2 separate regions of the Mus musculus genome follow, and region 1 is linked to region 2. The links are chromatin contacts, called in public Hi-C maps. All regions are on one chromosome and are shown on one strand. Each heading gives the region's core, a stretch centred on a gene start, on an enhancer-like site or on the middle of the called end of the contact. The rest is flanking DNA. Distances are from core to core; before and after follow the strand shown.

Evidence for each region. Hi-C and Micro-C count contacts between places; a contact is called where the count stands out from the background.
Region 1: a Hi-C map of liver shows a contact between it and region 2, with 3 times the contacts expected there. The contact joins the enhancer-like site here to the promoter of Jph2 in region 2. A contact is called at or near these places in 12 of 39 promoter capture datasets (the 3T3-L1 cell line, the C10 cell line, the HPC-7 cell line and 8 more), 10 of 484 Hi-C or Micro-C datasets (the G1E-ER4 cell line, the N1E-115 cell line, cortical neurons and 3 more) and 1 of 115 datasets of contacts at active chromatin or transcription factors (embryonic midbrain).

The regions. Positions count from the first base shown.
Region 1 is chr2:162,971,745-162,975,747 of GRCm38.p6, forward strand. L3mbtl1 (L3MBTL1 histone methyl-lysine binding protein) reads left to right here. Exons shown (of 23, transcript NM_001081338.2): 23 at 2,644-4,003. The coding sequence ends at 2,778. Among named protein-coding and RNA genes, the nearest start is that of Sgk2, 14 kb to the right of the region's middle. Within about 2 kb of position 2,082, at least 84 of the 459 cell types and tissues checked have an H3K27ac peak or open chromatin away from gene starts, as enhancers often do. A contact at or near this core is called in the N1E-115 cell line, hippocampal neurons and liver, where this site is marked.
Region 2 is chr2:163,396,603-163,400,244 of GRCm38.p6, forward strand. Jph2 (junctophilin 2) reads right to left here and starts at 1,371. Exons shown (of 6, transcript NM_021566.2): 1 at 546-1,371. The coding sequence starts at 924.

The DNA.
Region 1 (4,003 bases), core at 832-3,331, 420 kb before region 2:
ACACACTTCTTCCTGGTTTTATGACGGAGGTAGAGAGAGTGCACTGTGGGCTGCCTTGTGAGTCATTGTGAACTTTGGAAAGAAGGAGTAAGTTTTCACTGCAGTAGATCTAGCAGGATCCTATCCCGAGTATGTGTGTACATCCATCTGGCAGGATTGCAGAGTCAAATAGAAATCCCACCACTATACCAAAAGCCCAGTATGGGGGAGACCTCTATAAGTGGTAGTCTGACTTTTTGTGCACAGTTGTCCTTAAATAAAGAACTTTATTTGCGACTCTTTTAATTTGTAGAGTTTGAAACTGGAAGGAGCCCTTGAGTGTGTTTAAGGCTTCCTTACAAAACAACAGAGGCATTCCCTTGCAGCAGCACAGTGTGGTCTCTGGTCTTGCCCCTGTATTGCCCATCTTATCTATGCTCTCTGCGTGTCAGTCCAGACAGACTCCTACTTCTAGAACATTCTGACCAACACAGAGTAAACGCATTAAGCTCTTTCTCCCTGGAATGGCTTTTTTTTTTCTCTCATTTGCTTAGGGGTTTGGTTTGGTTTGGTTTGGTTTGGTTTGGTTTGGTTTGATTTTGGTACTTGGAGTTAAGCCCCCAGCTTCTTGCATGCTAAAACAGTCCTTTATCACTGCTCAGTAGCGATGTCCACCACCCACCCACTCCAGATGACCGAGGTGAATAGCCAATGCCACCATTTTATGAAACACGTGGACTTGAGTCCACTTCCATCAAGACAGAATATCCCCATCATACCAGAAAGTTCTGCCTCAGCCTCTTCTGGTCGGGCCTCACCCCAAAACATAACCACTGTAGATCGTCATATTTTTTTTAGCACTGTGGATTTATAGATTGGCTTTGCCTGTTCTTGAACTGTGTGCGCGGGATCAGACAGCGGTGCTCTGTGGGTCTCTCTTCGTTCCCTGTAGTGCTGTGACGTGCTGCATACACTCAGAGTTTTTCTCCACTTGATGCTCAGGGGGCAGCTCTCCTGTCCATGGACATTTAAAGGTTTCCCTCTCAGTCCCATGCCTCACAAACCCCTTGCCCTGCCTTCTCCCCCCTTCTCCCTCCCCATAGCTGGCTTTGGGGACTGGAATACACACTTCTCAGCCTTTCACACACTGGCTCCATCTGTCTGGGGATGAGGCAGCTGGAAGTAAATTGCAGACCTCACGGTCTTTCACCTCTGACCACTGTGACTCGTGACTTTTTAAAACAACGCTGTTATTGCGAAAGCAAGCAATCAGTACTAGCTTCTCTGACCTACCGACCAAGCCCTGCCCTTCCCCACATTTCTTGTCACCTCAGAACGTTTTTTAAAAAATCGTTCTTGAGCCAAATAAGGCCCATATAAATTATTTCAGGTGTTTTGTAGCCCTTCAATATCTCCTGTTCTAGGAGAGTATTCTCTTTTTTTTATTAGGTATTTTCCTCGTTTACATTTTCAATGCTATGAGAGTATTCTCTTATCTTGTCTCTCACTCTCTTTTTTTTTCCTTGTGATATATATTTTTTTAAAAAGTCTCGGAGTCAGGACCAGCAAGTTGGCTAATAAGCTGGTAAAGGTGCCTGACACCAAGCTTGAAGACCTGAGTTTGATCCCTAAAACTCCCATGATGGAAGGAGAGCGCTGACTCCTGGAAATTGCCCTCTGGCCTCCACACACGTGTAGTAATGTGCACACATTCAACACCAACACTCACATCCGTACATACACAAAGTAAATAACTTTAATAGAAGAAGGCTTACAACTAAAAATCAGATCCAAAAGCTTGTTTACATTGGAGTGTTCTCCATCTCTCTGATTTGGGGGGCAGGAATAGGTCAGAGGTTACAGTGAACCCCATGCGATAGCCCTCAAAATCCCCAGCTTGCTGTTAGTCGCCCTGAGCTTGACAGGTGGGTCCCCACAGGCAGCTGTGGGGTTTCTGTTGTCTTTGTTTTTGTTTGTCTTTGCTCTCTTTTGGCTTCGGGCGGTTCACAAATGCTAGATCCCACGCGTAGATATGGAAGCTGTTGCCCCGGTTACAAAGTGAGTCCAGGCAGTGTTTTTAAAGCTGATGACTAATGAGTGAAGCCGCTCAGACCAGGAGCCAGGATTGCTCCTGAGACGGGCGAGCGTGCAGTCTGTGCAACAATATCCTGGGGCCCTGTGCTTAGAAGGACCTGGCAGCTGGCTTGGTGCTCTGCTGCCACTATTTTGAAATTCTTGCAAACTTTCAAACAAGAAGCTCCGAGTTGTCGTTTGGTAGCAAGCCCCACAACTGTGTCAGCAGCAACTGTTTTCTCGAAGCTACTGTCTGTAAGGGCTCCAAAGACGCTTTTCCAGTGTACATGTCTGACACAGAGCAGTCAGCAGAAAGACAAAGAAAAGCTGAATGTGTGTGGTGCGGGGGACCAGGCTTCTTGCGTTCCTTCTCCGCCCCCATTGTTGTCTTCCTTCTCTCCTTTTTCCCTCCCTTGTCTTTTCTTTTTGCCCTCCCTCCCTTCCCTACCCACCACATGCCCTTTCTCCCCTCCCCCTACTTCCCACCATATCTGCCCCTACCTTCCTTTCACCTCACCCCCACCACCACACCTGACCTCCCCCCCCCATACCTTCCCCCCCCATCTCCTTCTCACTCTCCCACCCCCTCAGATGATTGACGGCGAGGCCTTCCTTTTGCTGACACAGGCGGACATTGTGAAGATCATGAGTGTCAAGCTAGGCCCAGCCTTGAAGATCTATAACGCCATTCTCATGTTCAAAAACACTGACGATGCCTTTAAGTGACTGGTTGGGGGCGGGGAAGTGGGGGCTCCTCCCATCCTCGCGGGGCTCCCTCTGCAAATGGTGCTTCTCTCCCAACTTGAGTTCTGCACCCCTGCCCTCACTGTCTGACTAGATGTGCGGGAGCAGAGGAGCCTGGGGAAGCAGGTCTCAGCCCTCGGTCCTAGAGTTCAGTTGCCCCGGGGAAGGTGTGACTAAACCGAGACCTGACTGATATAAGGGCCGCAGGTATCCTGGCTGGGGTAGCCTACAGCTTTAGCCACCTTGGTTATTGTCTTAGGAATTAGGAGGAGCTAGGTAGGGTAGGCATCCTCTATTCAGACCTATGTCGCTTTTTGGCATCTCTATGTCCTTTCTCCTCCTTGGCCCATCTCCTCCTACGAAGAACTGGCCATGACCTTGGTGTGCACATTTTACACATGATAGGCGCCTCCCTCCCTGTCCGCTGTTGGCTGTATACCCTTGCTCCCCGTTCATGGTCCAGCCAGGCCCCATGGCTCTCTTCCCCCATAGATGCTTAAGACTCAGAAATATGGGAGCATCTTACTAGGAGCCTCTGGCTGTCTTCTCCCTTTTGCCTCTAGGCAGAGATTGAGAGCCCAGGCACCACCTTCCTGAACACGTTCAGTTCAAGATCACTCGGCGTTGAAGTGGGCAGTACGGAGTGAGCAGATGGTTAGAGCCCATGTCCTAACAAGCAGGGCCTAAGTTCCCTGCTGCTGTCTCTATTGGGTGTGGGGGGAGATGAAGTCTGCCCTGGCAAGCGGTCCTGACTAGGACGTCAGACACACTGGAGGCTTTGACTAGCTCCAGAAAGCGTGATGGCTGTATCATTTTCTCTGACTGTGGCTCTCAGCCAAGATAGTGCACATGAGGGAGAGGCCCCTGCCAGCCCAGCCTCCTGCCAGGAGGGTGTAGCACTGGCTAGCACACAACCACTATGGCATCACATTCACTCTGTCCCTTAAACATTTCTCATTCTGCTCTCGAGTCTAAGGAAAGCCGCTTATGGTGGAGTTGGAAAGGTCCCCTCTCCTGTCTCTGACCTCCCTGGCCCTTCTTGCCAGTCTCCAACAGTCTCTCACTGCCAGCTAGGTTCCTGCTGGGGCTCTGGAACTCGAACCTTTCTGTCCAAGTGGAGGTTCGGCCTCCACTCAATTACTGCCAAACCCACCTCCCAGCCTAAGTGGGGAGGGAACCCAGGAGGGAGCCGCCCCTCCAATAGGTG
Region 2 (3,642 bases), core at 121-2,620:
AGACAGGTAGATGTAAGCTGGGTAAATGCAAGAAGGGATGGGTGGGCTGGTGGATGGGATGGGTGAGTAGACGGATGAGTGAATGGGAGAAGGATGGATGGGTGGATGTGTGGGTGGAGGGATGGGTGGATGAAAGTTGGGTGGTTGGATGGATAGATGGATGGAGAAACGAATGAATAAACACTCTTATGATCTACCCCGTGAAAATTTTTTCATAGCAAAGTTGAGGCCAGCCCCCAGTTCTGCTAAAACACAAGCTAAAATCTAGCTGCTTACATACCTCGAGAGTAAAGAGAAGTGATTACATCCTATCAAGTGTCCATCTGTAGGACAGCCTTGTACTCTTCAGTCCTGCTGGTCCTCAAGAACTGCCTTAGTGCCCTACCTTTTCTGATAAGAAAATGGATACAGAGAGGCAGAGTAGCTTACCCAAAGCCACACAGGAACTATCACCTTAGACCATCTATTTCTTTGCCAACTACACTGCTGTTCCCCACCGTCCCTTCAGGACCCCCCTCAAGCTCTGCGGGATGAGCAAGACTCACCTCCGTCTGCGTAGGTCTCCGTGCCATAGCCGTCCTGTAGGCCGTTATTCCAAGTGCCCTCGTACTTGGCACCACTGTTTGTGCTCTGCCGGATTCCGTAGCGCCCCTTAAAGCCATGCGTCCACTCCCCCTTGTAGAGCCAGCGCCCCTTGGTCTCTATGCCAAGCCCATGTCGTTTGCCCTGGCTCCAATATCCCTCAAAGGTATTCCCACTGGGCCAGGTATAGACGCCTGCCACTTCAAAGCCAAAATTCCAGGAGCCCGAGTATTCACCCTGGCCCTTGGGGCCGGTGCACAGTCCGTGCCCGTGTGCCTTTCCCCCTTCCCAGCCCCCACAATACGCCCCGCCATCATCAAAGTCAAAGCGGCCCCCGCTCATCTCATCCTCGCTCCTGACAACTCCTCCGTCCTCCAGCTTGGGCGTAGGGGTACCTGATGTTCTCCAGGCACCTTCAGGTTGAGCCCCTAGACTCACCACCGGGCTAGAGGTGGAAAAAAGCAAGATGCCAACAGAGGCAGCAAAAGCCCAAAGGCCAAGTCAGCAGTGGGGGCGCTGGTCAGTGCCATGGCTGGGAGGCCTCCTCAGTCACCCCAACAAGGCAGCAACTTGAAAAGGAAGCCGACCGAAGAGACTCCAAGTTCCCACAAAGCGTCCCAGGTCCAGCTTCCATGGAGTCTGGTGTGCTCTCCTTAAGAAAAGCAACGAAAGGAGTTGAGGGGTCCTGTCTTTTCAAAGAGGGACAGTTCCCGGTTTAGCAGCCCAGCCGAGGCTAAATTGTCGCCACCCACCCTGAAGCAGCCGCTGGCCCCCTTCTCATCCACCCCAGTGGGCATGCGGCTCAGATCTCCCAGCTGCCCCGCCCCTTCTCCAGCCCTGCCTTCCTCCCAGGATAGAAAGGTCAGTGTTGCCCTAACAAGGCCATTGGATCTCAGAAGCTGCTCCCAAAATAACCCCCTGGCTGGCCCAGCCTCCTTCAGAGCCGGAGGGAGGGAGGGGGGCTTCCAATCCGCTGGGCCTGCAGACCCAGGCAGTGGCCCGAGGGGGCTGAGCAGGAAATCTGAGAACGAAGTGTGGACAGCTTAGCTACTTGGTGGCTTGCCTTCTTGTGGATCAGAGCTGCCTCCCATCTAGAAGTCCCCAGGTTCCGCAGGCAGGGAGAAGAGACGGAGACCAGCAGACCATCTTATCCAGGGCCACTTTGTATCCCCAGAGTTCAGGGGGTGGCAGACATGGGGCCCTACCACTTCGAGCATGCCGAGGCAGGACCTGGGGCTTTGGTCCCTCTGCCAATCCCATTGAAGAATCCAGTGACCTACAGAGAAAGGAATGGAGGACGGTTGCACATATGCCTTTGAAAGCAGAGTGGAACTCAGAATGATCAGAGAGGGTCTAACCAGGGTGCAAACGCAAACAAGCAGGCATTCTGGGCTTACATTTTCTACCCCAGCCCTAGCTCAGAAAACTGGGGGAGAACCCTGATAAAGGGAACTAGTTCAGGAGGCAGGGGATATGGATCAGTTGATAAAGTACTTGTCATGCATTCGAACCCCAGAACCCATGAGAGGGGGTTGGGGGAGTGTAAAGCACTTCTAGGGCTGACAGTCCTCAGCCAAGACCACGGTGTCTTCATTGTCTTGGAGATGTATTTCTTCTTACTAGAAGTTGGTGGAGACCTGGGTGCTAGAAATTCACCAAAGCCTTTTGCTCCTGCCACAGGAGCCGCTGAAGCCTGGCCTTATGTGCTCTTAAGGAGCTGGGGCAGAAGCAAGCTTGGGAAGGGGAATATTGCAAAAATAACGATCCTGAATATTTCTAAAATGAATCTCACTCCACCACAGCCCACAGCCTGTGTGAGGAGTGCAGAGGGGAGGAAAGTCTCCTTCCTGCTCATGGAAGTGTGTGTGTGTGTGTGTGTGTGTGTGTGTGTGTGTGTGCGTGTGTGTGTGTGTTCATAACATGGCTGGAATGGAGGAAGGTTAGAAATCACCGAAGAAAGAAAGAAAGAAAGAAAGAAAGAAAGAAAGGAAGGAAGGAAGGAAGGAAGGAAGGAAGGAAGGAAGAAAGAGACAAAGAAAGAAACAAGGAAACAAAGAAAGAAACAGGAAACAAAGAAAGAAAAGAAGAAACTAAAAGAAAAAAGCTGAGGTCCAAGGGAGCGTGAGACAGTTATCTGACTTCTACCACGTCTGTCTGACGCATTCCCAAATCCCATGATGGTTTTGGCCACTGAACGTCACTGCATTCATTTCCTTGTTTTAGAAATGGGAAGACTGTGTTCTCTGCTTTCCACTCTGCTGATAACGGTCCCTGCTAGTTGCTGCTTCTCATGATTATGTAGCCACTGACCTTACAAAGTCCTCTTGGTCCACATTTCAGTACCAGCCTCCACACCGGCCATCATCTCGGCCAGGTGGCTGGCACCCTGTCCAGGTGGACCTTCAGCCTGATCAGGCAGTTCCCCCGCTAAAAACACCTGCCCCGCCCCCACTCTTTTCCAAACTCTTTCCAGATAGGCAGTCACAGGACAAGGAAATGGACAGTCAAATAGAAAGAGAGTGATTGTCTCTGAGAGTCCGTCAATCACTACAATGCTGATCGAGGTTAGCTGCAACCCAGGAAGGGATCCGTTCACATACATTCATCCGTGTTCACTCCCAGTAGCTCCCTGTGATGGAGCCCGTGCAGAAGAAACAGCTACAATCACAAAAACACAGATTGCACAGTCCTTCCCAGATCGATGGAGTTCAGTCCTCAAGGGAGAAGACCTGGGTGACTGCATTTGCTTTGAGCATCTCTGACTTTAAAACACTGAGAATGTTATCTATTCATTTTTAAAAGATTTATTTTTTAAAAATTATGTGTACATGAGTGCAGGTGGCCTGGGAGGCCAAGTGGTGGATCCCCTAGAACTAGGAATTACAAATGATTGTGAGCCACCTGGTGTGGATGCTGGGGACTTAACTAGAGTTCTTGGCAAGAGCAGTGCTTCTACTAAGCACAGAGCTATCTCTCCAGCCCCTTATTTATTATATAACACTGAGAGAGAGAGAGAGAGAGAGAGAGAGAGAGAGAGAGAGCGCACATATATGGAGGTCA